Regions from separate parts of the Mus musculus genome. Here region 2 is linked to region 1. The links are chromatin contacts, called in public Hi-C maps. All regions are on one chromosome and are shown on one strand. Each heading gives the region's core, a stretch centred on a gene start, on an enhancer-like site or on the middle of the called end of the contact. The rest is flanking DNA. Distances are from core to core; before and after follow the strand shown. Region 1 overlaps Taok3 (TAO kinase 3). Region 2 overlaps Taok3 (TAO kinase 3).

Evidence for each region. A called contact is a pair of places that touch in the nucleus more often than the background predicts.
Region 2: a contact with region 1 is called in a Hi-C map of the C2C12 cell line, with 1.9 times the contacts expected there. The contact joins two enhancer-like sites. A contact is called at or near these places in 1 of 15 datasets of contacts at CTCF or cohesin (the NIH/3T3 cell line), 8 of 484 Hi-C or Micro-C datasets (the C2C12 cell line, the N1E-115 cell line, cerebral cortex and 4 more), 3 of 115 datasets of contacts at active chromatin or transcription factors (the NIH/3T3 cell line, embryonic stem cells and stem cell-derived neural progenitor cells) and 4 of 9 other capture datasets (adipose tissue, embryonic stem cells, liver and 1 more).

The regions. Positions count from the first base shown.
Region 1 is chr5:117,157,439-117,159,997 of GRCm38.p6, forward strand. The region is part of intron 1 of Taok3 (TAO kinase 3); the gene reads left to right. Among named protein-coding and RNA genes, the nearest start is that of Taok3, 39 kb to the left of the region's middle. Within about 2 kb of position 1,278, at least 201 of the 459 cell types and tissues checked have an H3K27ac peak or open chromatin away from gene starts, as enhancers often do. A contact at or near this core is called in the C2C12 cell line, muscle stem cells and pancreatic islet, where this site is marked.
Region 2 is chr5:117,239,632-117,242,190 of GRCm38.p6, forward strand. Taok3 (TAO kinase 3) reads left to right here. Exons shown (of 21, transcript NM_001199685.1): 14 at 1,465-1,599. Among named protein-coding and RNA genes, the nearest start is that of Pebp1, 47 kb to the right of the region's middle. Within about 2 kb of position 1,295, at least 107 of the 459 cell types and tissues checked have an H3K27ac peak or open chromatin away from gene starts, as enhancers often do. A contact at or near this core is called in the C2C12 cell line, muscle stem cells and pancreatic islet, where this site is marked.

The sequences.
Region 1 (2,559 bases), core at 28-2,527:
TTTTTAATTGTTGATTTGTTTTGTTTTGGTGTATTTGTTAGTTTCTTTGTTTTTTCAAGACAGGGTCTCTCTGTGTATACCCTTGGCTGTCCTGGAAAGTCACTCTGTAAAGCAGGCTGGCCTTGAACTCTGCCTGCCTCTGCCTCCTGAGTGGTGGGATTAAAGGCGTGTGCCGCCACTGCCCAGCAAAGCCACGCTTTTAAAAATAAAAATTTAAAACCAATGTCACTGAAATCCCAGATAACATGGAAGTTCTATGCCGATTATTTTTCTCTCAGTTTACACATCATTTCCATGTGTAATGTAGGTTTTTTTGTTTTTGTTTTTTTTTTTAGTTGTTTCTTGATTGGCTGTGTTTTAATTGCAGGTGTCTATCTGCACAGCACTTTGTAAAGATTGTTATTTTATCTTCTGCAGAGCTGGGGACCGAATCCAGGTTCTCATGTAGCTAACGAGAAGTCCATGTTTATCCTCCACGACTGTGATTAACACCGTCGTGACCACAAGCAATCCAGGGGAGTAAAACACTGAGTTTCTCCTAGGTCGCAGCCTATCATCTAAGCAAGGCAAGGCAGGGAGCTTGGGAAGGCTGCCTCCTGCCTTGCTCAGGTAGCTTTCTGGTCTGGCCTGAGCCCACTGTAGAGAGGTGGCTCGACCTATAAAGAGCTGTGTCTTCCTACATCCCTACATCAATTAGCAATCAAGAAAATGCCATACAGACATGCCCATAGTCCAGTCTGATGGAGGCAGTTCTGTACTTGAGGCTTCCTCATCCCAGGTGACTCTAGGTTTATGTCAAGTTGACAGCTGAAGCTAACTGTGACAGGAGGTAAGGGCTATACCAGTAGCCTGCAGGCTTAAAGGATTTCTTTAAATGCAAAAAAAAAAAAAAAAGGTGGGGGGGGGCACTGATTTTGCATTTGATTTAATAAGCCCTTTGGACAATAACCTAGATTTCCTACATGACACAGACTTGTGAATGAAACATGCTCAGAGTGACAGATACAAAATATGTGTGTGTGTGTGTGTGTGTGTGTGTGTGTGTGTGTGTGTGTCTAGGTGCTAGAAATTCAAATGTCACAGCTGGGTAATTTGCAAATTTCAGCCTTGGAAGAGCCTAGAACTTCCTTCTGAGCCTGGTTGTGGGTCCAACCCCTGGCTGACTCATTTGAGGAGCAAGGCCTAGCAACAGGAAGGTTTTGGCAAATGCTCTGTGAAAGGGCAGAGATGACTGGGAGGGCAGCCTGGGTAAATACCCCCGGGCTGAGTCACCCAACAGAGTGTCTTTAACTCTGTCCAGTTGCCCGCTCGCTGGCTTGCTCGCTCGCTGTGTGATCTGGCCACTTTCATCTAGAGTTTTGGTTTTCATTTCCCTAAATCCCAGCCCCAGATGACTGGGCTGTAGAGTCATTCCTGTCCTGTCAACTCAGCCGTGGAAGGGTTTCCTTCAGCCCAGCAAAGCAGTTGCTGTTGACCCAAGCCTGGAAGTGAAACCCTGTGGGGCGGCCTCCCTCCCCTTTCCCTCTGCAGTGCCTCACCCTCCCTCCTAGTTTACAGGCAGGAGGCTGCAGAGCTGGCTCAGTGGGTAAGAGCACCAACTAGTATGCCAAGGGCCCAGGTCAGATTCCTACCACCTACATAGCGCCTCACAACCATCTGGGACCCCAGTCCTGGAAGATCTGGAGCCCTCTTCTGGCCTCTGTGGGCACCAGACATGCACACAGCACACAGACAGGGAAAACACCCATACGCATAAAATAACTAAATCTAAAAGTAAGTTTAATTTATATGTGAGTTTTATCTGATGGCTTGTTTGCTTTTGCTGTTTATTTAGTGTAGGTGGGGAGTGGGGGCCATGGCACGCCTGTGGCGGACAGAGGACAACTTGCAGGGATCTGTTCTCTCCCTCCAGCCTGTCTTCCTCAAGACAAACCCAGGTCATCAGGTTTGCTAACGAGTGCCTTTACCAGCCGCATCATCTCTGATCCCGTTCATGGGTTTCAAAGCCCTACTCTCTTTCTCCTGATGGAGTCTCTTATAGCCTTACCAGCCTGGAACTCACTGTGTACCCTTAACCTTGATCTCCCGGTCCTCCTGCCTGTACCTCCCAACTGCTGGGATTACAGAGCTGTACGGCCACTTCCCGTTTATGTGGTGCTGACGAGAAAACCCCTTCATGCGTGTTAAAGCAGTCATTTTCCTGACTGAGCTACACCCCTGACCCTACAGTGTGTAGGGTCACATTTATCTTTGCTCTTTTCCACTGTTTTCCTGTTTTCAGCATCTTTTCCCTTCTTTAGGGACAGCCTCCCTCCCTCCCTCCCCACCACACACATCCAGGCTTCAAGTTCCCTGCAGATTTAATGCAGGGCTAGCAGGGCAGAGCCTCAGAAGGTCACACCTCAGGCTTGTTGTGTGAGGTGGTGATACTACAGGCCCCCTGTGGAGATAGGCAGCGTTACTCCACAGCTCAAAATAAAGTGGAGCGTGCAGGCTTGTGACACAAGCCGTGAGAGACAAGGGGAAAAAAAAACCTCCCAGGCTAACTCAGTGGTGTCT
Region 2 (2,559 bases), core at 45-2,544, 82 kb after region 1:
TCTAGACACAGGTGTGAAGACACACCTCCCTCCATATCAAAACACTTAGATTTACAAAAGGAAACAGCGTTGTGATGGATGTAATCTCGGATGGCGGCTTTCACATCAAAACCTGGTTATAATGTTTCATTTCCCTCAAAAAATCAACACATTTTGATATTTTTTAATTTATAGATAAATGATATAATTTTGTATTTTCTGAATCTCTTTGGCCCTTGTTTTATAATGAAAGGGCAATTATATGTTTGGGGGGGGGTTGTTGTTTTTTTTTTTTTTAATTTTCAGGTACTCCTGGAGAAAATGCAAACAAATGGTTTCTCCTAAAACCCTGGGGGATAAAAAATTGATTTCTCCTTCCCCATCTGAGCATGTGCTATTTAAAAATCCCCCACCACTGAACATGGTTTTGAGCTACAAATTGCCAGAGTATTGGTGGGGGTGGGAGTTGGGGAGGGGGCATTGTGTTAATTTTCTGAAGGGTTGGCACTGCCGACACAGTGACCATCTCGTTCTGTACAGAGGGGGCATGGCCCTCTAAAAACATCGTTCCTTTAGAAGGCGTCTCAGCTGCATTTAAGGAACACGCATCATCATCCATCCAGGGCATGTTATTTTTTTTCCCACGGGGCGTTTGAATGTTATTAATCATCTTTGGTCATCAAGAAAGCACAGGACTCGATTAAATCAGTCAAGGACATTAAATCCCAGCCTCGCTCAGTCTGCTGGCATACCGACACTGAGTTGAGGAACCATTTGCCCAAGTATCATTTGGTTTGGAATTGTACGCCTGTCTCTTTAAATCTAAAAAAAAAAAAAAAAATCCTTTCAGAAGCTGTAGAGAGAAGGTGCTAGAACTGTGTACGATCATGACTGGAAAGCAGGATCCCTCAGTGACTGCCGAATCTTCCCAGCACAAGACAGAGAGGCGGCTCGCCACAAGCTTCCCCTGATCCCCCCACCCCACCCCCCCAGAAGAAGGATGACCCCACCGACCAGCTCACAAATCCAATTCAATTGACAACGCAGCTCTTTCAAGGGAATGAGGCGGAGGCTCGCTTTTATGTTAAAAGCCACCAGCATCCTCCCCGCCAGACATGGACATGACATTTTTAAAGGAATTATCTGGTCACCGCGTTTTAAGCAGACGGCTCTGAGGCGTCCGTCCGCGCCAGTCTCTCTCCTCTTCCTCTTTGCTTTTGCATATATGTAATTCCGGAGGTAAAGGGGGGAAGAAGCCTGCCGGGGAGTCAGAAGGCATCCTACTAGCGATCAGCTGACACTCCTAACTGAAGGCTGCAATGTGTCGCTTATTCGTTTTATACCGTGGGAGCTGCGGGGACTAGCAGAGAGCTGAACTATGCATTTCAAACAGCGGTGCTTGTTCAGAAAGAGGGGTGAGAGAGAGGCAGCCGGCGAGGAAAGAGCGCAGCTGGACTTTCTCCTTCTCTTCATCCATTTCTGCAGGATCATGTATTCGTAAGGGATGAGGCGGGCCACGGCGATCCCAGGCCTGAGCCGCGGCCTACCCAGTCAGTTCAGAGCCGGGCCCTCCACTATCGGAACCGAGAGCGCTTTGCCACGATCAAATCCGCGTCTTTGGTAAGCTGGTCCTCCCTACCCACCTTCCCTGCCTTCCCCTCCTCCCTGTCTGGCAGCCTCCGGCCCTCCCTGAGCCTCCCTCAGCTTCATGCATGGGAGGAAAAGAAGCCAGGGATGTTGTCTCCCTCCAAATAATTTTATTCATTTCAGGGAAAAAAAAAATTCTGTTGGCATAGCAACCTGATCTTAGATATTTAGCATTGTCTATGGCATAGGGGGAAAAAAAAACCTTTGTGTGTGTGTATGTGTGTATGTGTAATTTTGTGTGTATGTGTGATTGTGTGTTGTATATGCTGTATATGCAGAATATAAGGCTTTGAGATGAGTTGCTGGCATAACCAGTTTTTTTTTTAAAGTGATCTGTGTTTTCATCGAAATATATAATGCTAAAAATATTTTCAAGGTATGGATGTGTGTGTGTGTGTGTGTGTGTGTGTGTGTACAGGGCACTATGCTGCTTTTTAAATAGGTGCATGTGTGTCTCTATGATGTACACACATACACATCAAAAGGTAAAATAGGATCTAAAAAAAATTTTTATATGGTTGCCGGCTACCATCTGTAATTGTAGAAAAATCAGACACTTGCTTCCCAGGGATAGTCCACCGGTTCGTTCTGGTTCATTCATTTATTTATTGCAACAGTGGTAGTGCCCAGTTTTCCCCATTTAACCCCTGAAGAATTTCCTGATAGCCATAAAGGCTTTGTAGAAGAGGCCAGCGGCAGCGGCTGTGGGAGCAGAGGGGCTGTCGATTCCTCGGCATTTTTTACTACTGCAAATGTGATTGCCGGGTGCCCTTGTAGTAGCAAAAGGGGTGTGCTCAGGAAGACTTAGTTTTCACGCCTCCTCCCCTTGGCCCCCCACGCGTGCGCGTGCGCGCTCTCACACACACACACACACACACACACACACACACACACACACACACTCTATCTCTCCCTCTCCCTCTCTCTCCATTT